Regions from separate parts of the Rattus norvegicus genome. Here region 1 is linked to region 2. The links are chromatin contacts, called in public Hi-C maps. All regions are on one chromosome and are shown on one strand. Each heading gives the region's core, a stretch centred on a gene start, on an enhancer-like site or on the middle of the called end of the contact. The rest is flanking DNA. Distances are from core to core; before and after follow the strand shown. Region 1 holds the start of Nrp1 (neuropilin 1). Region 2 has its middle 73 kb from the start of Nrp1.

The links. Hi-C and Micro-C count contacts between places; a contact is called where the count stands out from the background.
Region 1: a contact with region 2 is called in a Hi-C map of kidney, with 3 times the contacts expected there. The contact joins the promoter of Nrp1 here to the enhancer-like site in region 2. A contact is called at or near these places in 2 of 12 Hi-C or Micro-C datasets (both in kidney).

Annotation. Positions count from the first base shown.
Region 1 is chr19:73,254,644-73,257,873 of GRCr8, reverse strand. Nrp1 (neuropilin 1) reads right to left here and starts at 1,317. Exons shown (of 18, transcript NM_145098.2): 1 at 1,240-1,317.
Region 2 is chr19:73,181,924-73,185,445 of GRCr8, reverse strand. No RefSeq gene overlaps it. Among named protein-coding and RNA genes, the nearest start is that of Nrp1, 73 kb to the left of the region's middle. Within about 2 kb of position 2,060, at least 1 of the 93 cell types and tissues checked has an H3K27ac peak or open chromatin away from gene starts, as enhancers often do. A contact at or near this core is called in kidney, where this site is marked.

The DNA.
Region 1 (3,230 bases), core at 68-2,567, 73 kb before region 2:
TGGATCACGCGTCAGTCCTTGCTTTCACTTCCTGGGTGCCAGCCTGAGGTTTGGGGCGGGAAGCAGCCAGGCACTCCAGAATGCTGCGAGTAAGACTGTTGACCAGAAGAAGAAGGCTGTTCTGGGAGACGCGCTACTAGAGAACTGCGACCGTGCCTCTGCCACGTAAAACATAGGCAGACCTTCTTGGAGCACGGAGCCTGGCTGCAGCCGAACAAGACCACCTCGCCGTGCATAAAGGCGAGGCTGGGTACCCGACCCCCCATCTCCACCCCTGACGCTGCAGGCTGCATTGTTCCCCGAGATTTGGTGCCCTCTCCTTTGGGGTTACATGAGCCAGGAGGATGGATGGTGGCGCGCCTTTCAGCTAGGGGGCAGCCGCCAACAGACACAGAGCAGCCACGTAGAACTCCAAGAATCTGAATCAGGGGTCCAAGGTTCTAAGGGTGGAGGGGCCCATTTCTGTGCACCCTGAAGGAAGGACAAGACTGGCAAGGACCCCTCATGAGGGTGACAGGATGATCTTTGCAAGGGTCTCGTAGTGCCAGGTTTAGATTACAGGCAATTGTGTCTACTGGTCCTCCAGCCTCACCCGCCACCCACAGAAGAGGTGCGTCCCAGTCCCCCGCGTCTGCCCAGTGCTTCCCCTCCCCCACGTCGTCCGGTTCCATCCTCCAGGGCATTCCGAGAACTGCAGCAGGTGGTGTTTGGCTTATGAATAGCAAGGACACCCAGGGACTTAAACTGGTTGAGGCCTCTGATCAAGTACGAGTATAAGAGACTCTATGCCCTCGGAAAGAGCTGGTGGATAAGGTGAAAAGGTCATACGCCTTCTGGGAGGTGGCATTTATAGACACACTACCACCACAGAGACTAACTCCTACCTGGTGCAAGGGCTGGCAAAGATTTAGGATTGCTGGCAAGGAGACTCTGGTCAAAGGTTTTGGCTGAAAAATTAGGGTCAGTCAGGGAGAAAGGACACCCGGGGACACTGGTGCCCCAGGCCAGGAATCTGCGTTGGGTGTCTGGACTGGGCGCTGAACTGAAGCTTGTGCATTGCGCGGATCTCCAGCCTGGGCTCCGGCGCAGGACCCACTGGCTCCAGAGTCCAGCCTTCTTTTCGGCCCTGGTTACCGAGCCCGCCTCCAACGCAGCCTCTCCCTCCCTGCCCCACCGCAAAGCCACCCCCTTGTGTAGAGAGCCAGCCCTGGAGCGCCTCCGTTAGTCGCCACTAGCTACCTCTTTGGTTCTCTGACCCTTATGGAAGACCGGGTGGGTTGGGCGTGCCAGAAGGCTGGGAGTCAAACGCCTGAGTCGAGCGGAAGGGGCAGTCGCGAGGCCGTTGGCCCTCTGCAGGCAAGGTCTAGGCGATAGCCGCGCCCAGGGCAAAGCTGAGGTGGGAGGAACAAGAGTGGTGGCGGGGTGGGGAAGCTGGGGGTGGAGGGGAGCTGGCAATCTGCCACAGGGAGCGCGTGTCCCTACCTCCCTACGCCAGGCATCGGGCGCATCCTTGCCAATTCCAACTGTGCTGGGCAAGCCTCAGACTCAGGGTGACCCGGAGCCACCTTAGCCCTGGAGTCCAAGAGACCGGTGTCTCGGAGGACTTGGCGAGTCGACATAAAAGGGAAATCAGGCCAAAACTGTGGAGATCCAGATCCTTGTCTTTTTCGGAAGAGGAATCCCAATGCCCGGCTCGCTCGCCCAGGTGAAGCTGTTATTTAATCAATCTGCCCTGGGTCGGATTGAGCTAAGGGGTACAGGTGAGACACTTAAGTGATCAGCTGGTGCTCCCTGTGAAAGCCAGTTCCTCAAACCCAGAGACAAGGGGGAGAAAGGGCTTTGAAGCTTGGGGTACCAGTGAAGGACTCCTGTTTTTCTGGCTCAGTCCCTAAGTTCTCTTGACAGCTTTTCTCTAACTGGTAAGGCATGCCTTCTGTGTACTTTAGGGGAGACATACTTAAAACTCTCTCTCTCTGATTTTCCAGGACTAGGCTTATCTGAGGCTTCCCTAGATTCCTTTTTTTTCCACAGTGGGTGCTGCGAAATGGAACCCAGCCGCCCTAATTAGTAATTGTCAGCTCATGCCATTGGTATATTGCTAACCATTCTGGTTAACAGCCTTTTCCTGTGCCGTAAGATTCCATCAAGAAGAGATAGGCCGTTTAAGATACCTGCAACTCTCCACCCAGGGAGACAGACTGGCTTTATAGGAGAGCAAGTGTGAGACAGAGGAAGAATTTGGCAGTATTCCTAGTTTGATTTTATTTTGGTCTCGTGCACACATTCCTCCTCTTGATATCACAGATCTGCCTAGGAGACAGGGCCTGCTTCCACCTTCAGGTGATTTATCTATCTGCTGCCCTAACCGTGCTGGATAGAGGATGTCTGTGGTCAGTACCACCTCAGGGACTGCTGAGGATGCAACCTGTTTGAGCATGGCCAGTATGAACTAGCTGGGTGGAAACACCCTGCTCCTTTCACCGAACCACATCAATTTGTTAGAAATAAGAGGAGAGTCATTGCTCCCAGAAGGCCTTTGGAGCCACCTATTTCTGAAGGGCACAAATGGGGATGGGTACAACACGGGGATCCCAGTTAGCTCAAAACCAAATCAAGTGCATTCGAGATGACGATGACGCATTGCGTTGTTTTTAAAACACAATCTACAGCTATAGAAAAACAATCGAAAGAATTCTTGGGAGCTAACCAACATCTGACATGGAAGGAGAGAACTGTGGAAAGAATAAGAAACTACAATTTACAACCACACGCAGTGGTCTGGAGTCGTGATCCCAGCACTCTGGAACAGGAGGCAAGAGGATCAGGATTCTGAGGTTAGAGTGAGTTGGAGGTCAGTCTGTGCTACCTGAGGCACTATCTTCTCAAAATAAAAAACATAAAAACAAAACAAAACAAACAAACAAAAAAAAACCCCTTTGGGTCAGAAGAAATGGCATTGTGGTGAAGGGAAGGTTCTGCTCTTTCAAGATCAATTCCCAGTGCCTATACTAGGTAACTCAAGACCACCTATATCTACAATTCCCAGGGATCCAATATCCTCTTCTAAACCCTGCAGGCACTTCCATTCCCATGCATATACCCAGCCATATGTACACACAATTAAAATAATTTAAGTTTTTTTTAAAGATTTATTTATTTATATGTAAGTACATTGTTGCTGTCCTCAGACACACCAGAAGAGGGCATCAGATCTCATTACAGATGGTTGT
Region 2 (3,522 bases), core at 811-3,310:
AAAGACCCCAAAAGACAAAGAAAATTCAAACCAGTAAATAGTTTCATGGCACACAGGAGACAATCCCAATCCACACACTCTTACAGTTTCATAAACCAGCAAATACAGGCCAGCATGTTGTTTTATAACATTGTGGAGCAATGTGTCACACAAATTACCTCTAGGCTCAGGCCAAGAAGAGCTTTCAGGAAACCAATGCATCTCCTGCCCTTTCCCCACATTGGGCTTACATTCTCCCTGTCTGCAACTACCCAGAGGAAACAACCATTTTACCCAAAATATGACTGTAAAGTAAGGACGGGGCTCAGGACAGGATTCAGCAAGGTAGGAGAAGGGCCAGTGGTCACAGCCTTTCCTCGGCTGAGGCCATAAACTTGACAAGGCTTTGAAGTCCTGGGCTGGATTGGCAAATTATATTTCAAAGGAGTGTGAGGATATGATTAGGAAGATCGGTGTGTGAAAACAGCACCTGGGGCTCTGATTGGGGACACGGAAGAAAGTGTGCAGAGGATTTAGGGGTGGCAAAATCTGGCTTGTGTGGGTGCCTGTGCACAGGTTGCAAATGCACTTAGAAGTCAAAGTGGGACCTTGGTATTCCTCAGGTGCTGCCCATCTTGTGTTTTGAGACAGGGTCTCTGATTGGCCTGCAACTTGCTTGCCAGCAAGCCCCAGCATTGGAATTACAAGTGTGTACCGCCACACCTGGGTTTTAATGTAGGTTATAGGGACCAACTCCAACACCTCATCTTGTGCTTCAAGCATTTTATCCACTGAGCCATCTAACTATCGCTAAATGTTAAGGTGTTTGTTTGAGGTGTATGTTAGGTTTATTCTGCTACTTCACCAGAATCATTAGCTCTTGTCAAGAAGTCACCCATCCGTGCCTTCCCCATCCTTCATCCTTTACCCCCCTTCTCGCAAATCCACCCCCATACCCTTGCATATATTGCCCCCCAAACCTCCCCATGCTGGCAGGGCATAAACTACTTATTGCCCCTTACGCTGCAACATTGCTTGAATGGGTAATCCAAAGAAATCTGAGACCCAGGCAATGCCTTCAAAGATGTTACAGTCTCCTTAACATGATAAGAATAACAGACTACTGCAAACACAAAACTACCCAACTTGGGAAGATAAATTCAAGACCTCGTAGAAGAGAGGTTGTGATGTGGTCTGGGTCAGTAAGGGTAACCTGGAGTTTCAGAAGCTGGAGGATGGGGCAATGTCCAGGAGGGAACCCAGGAAGAGTCAGGACTGAGGCTGGCAGGAACAAAGACAGCCAACAGGATCAGGACAGAAACAGATGGGATTTGGGAGTGGCTCCCATGCCAAAGCAGGAACCATTTTGTGCTGGACCAAATGCTGACAGGTGTGTCCACCCGGGAAACACTACATTACTGGTAGGGAGGGAACCTGGAGTGTTGGGATGTTGAGGGCTAGTGTTAAGTAGAAAATAGAGACCAACTGAGTCTCGAATCTAGGGAAATTTAGGAAAAGAGGGCATGGGAATGATTATTTAGAATCTTCCATGGTCCAATTGTAGTGACTTAATTAAGTGACTTACTCAATGAAGGGCAACGTGTAAATCAAGAATTCCTGGGACAGAATTTAAGAAGAGGCCTTGAAGACAAAGTGTCAGGGTCAAAGTCTCAGATGGGACACTTCCTCTTTTTTATTTTTCTTCCTACCTTCTTTGTATGCTCAGGCGAAAGTATGTGTGCGCATGTGCGTGTGTTTTTGTGAGTGTGTGTGTGTGTGTGTGTGTGTGTGTGTGTGTGTGTATGCTTGAGTAGTGCATGCATGCATGTGTGTTTCATTTAACAAGACAGTTTGTTGGCCCATTTGAGATGGTATTACAGAAATGAAGTAAGAGGTAGGTTCTAAAGACTGTACAATAAGCAGGACTTAGTGATCGTGTGGAAGACAGGGAAAGGGGGACACTAAGGATGACAGTAAAGCTCTTCCCCATTTCTAAAGCTTTCTCTCTCAAGGACAAACGCCTCTTAGAAGCACACACTTGTTAATCTAAAACCAGATCTTAACCAGCCACAGGCTGAACACAATGTTCTGGGATGAGCTTGTCATTTTGAGATGACTGTGGATTCCTAGGCAGTTTGCTGTAAGAACGAAGCAATCCCATTTACACCCAACCCCCTACTGTACTCCACAGGATTGAGAAATGAACACTGATGCCCTCCACAAGCCTTGTTCAGAACTTCATCTTCTATGTTCAGAGCTTACTTGCTTGTGTGTACACTGAATTCTGTGGAATTGTATCCCATGTGCACACTGGTGTGGCCCCTCCCCCAGTCAAGATGGCAGGGCAGTCTCATAGCAAGGATACACCACTGGGGAGTCTGTAGCCGTGGCCACTCCCATTCCTTTCCTTGCTTTCTGGCTCTTGGCAGTATGCTTGTTTACTTGTTTGCTTTGACAGAGCCGGCTGGCAGACCTCAGGGTTTTCAGTATTTTAGGTAAATGCTCTACCACTGAGCTACACTCCCAATTCCCTCTTTCTTTAAAGTGTGATTTTTTTTTATGTCCATCATTTGATTATTACAGACATCTCCTGGGAATGGGGTCATGGCACATGTAAACTGGGATATTAGCTTTTTCATTTTGAACAATGCCCTGGCAAGCCATCAAACTTGTATGTGCACCAACAGTGTGGAGGAGTTTTCATTGTTGAATAGTAGTCCACTGTGTATATCTACCAAAGTTCACTTTAAACCTACCCTTTGTAAGACAGTTGTTCACAGACTTAGAATTAACCAAAGCCTCAGAAAATGCTTGGGTGCAGGTTTTTGTGTGAGCCTACCCTTTGATTTCTCCAGAATAAAGTCCAGGAGTATTACTGCTGGGCCTTATAATACCTGTGTTTAGTTTTATAAATAACCATCATTTTTACCACAATGACTCTGCTATTTCACATTCCCATTGAAGATGAAGGTTCCTTGGCATCTTTGGTCATCCTTGGTCATATAATATTATGTATTATATGCATATATATAATTTCAGCCACTACCACTGCTGTGTGGAGATGGCTAAGGTGATTTGAAGCAGTGTCCTGGCTAGTTTTATGTCAAATTGACACAAGCTAGAGTCATCTGAAAGTTGGGAGCCTCAATAGAGAGATGCCGCATAAGATTCCATTGTAGGGTATTTTTAAAATTAGTGATAATAGGGGAGGGGTCAGCCCATTGTGGGTGGTGCTATCCAAGGGCTGGTGGTCCTGGGTTCTATAAGAAAGTAGACTGAGAACCCATGGGAAGCAAGCCAGTAAGTAGTGCTCCTCCGTGGCCTCTGCATCAGCTCCTGCCTCCAGATTCCTGTCCTGTTTGAGTTCTGCTGAACTTGATTTATTGATTAACAGCAATATGGAAGTGTAGGCTGAGTAAACCCTCTCCTCCACAACTTGGCTTTGGCAATGGTCTTTTGCTGAAGCAGTAGAAACACTAAGACAGACATTATACTAACTACTTTTCAGTTGCTGTGATAAAACACCATGACCAAGACGTCTTA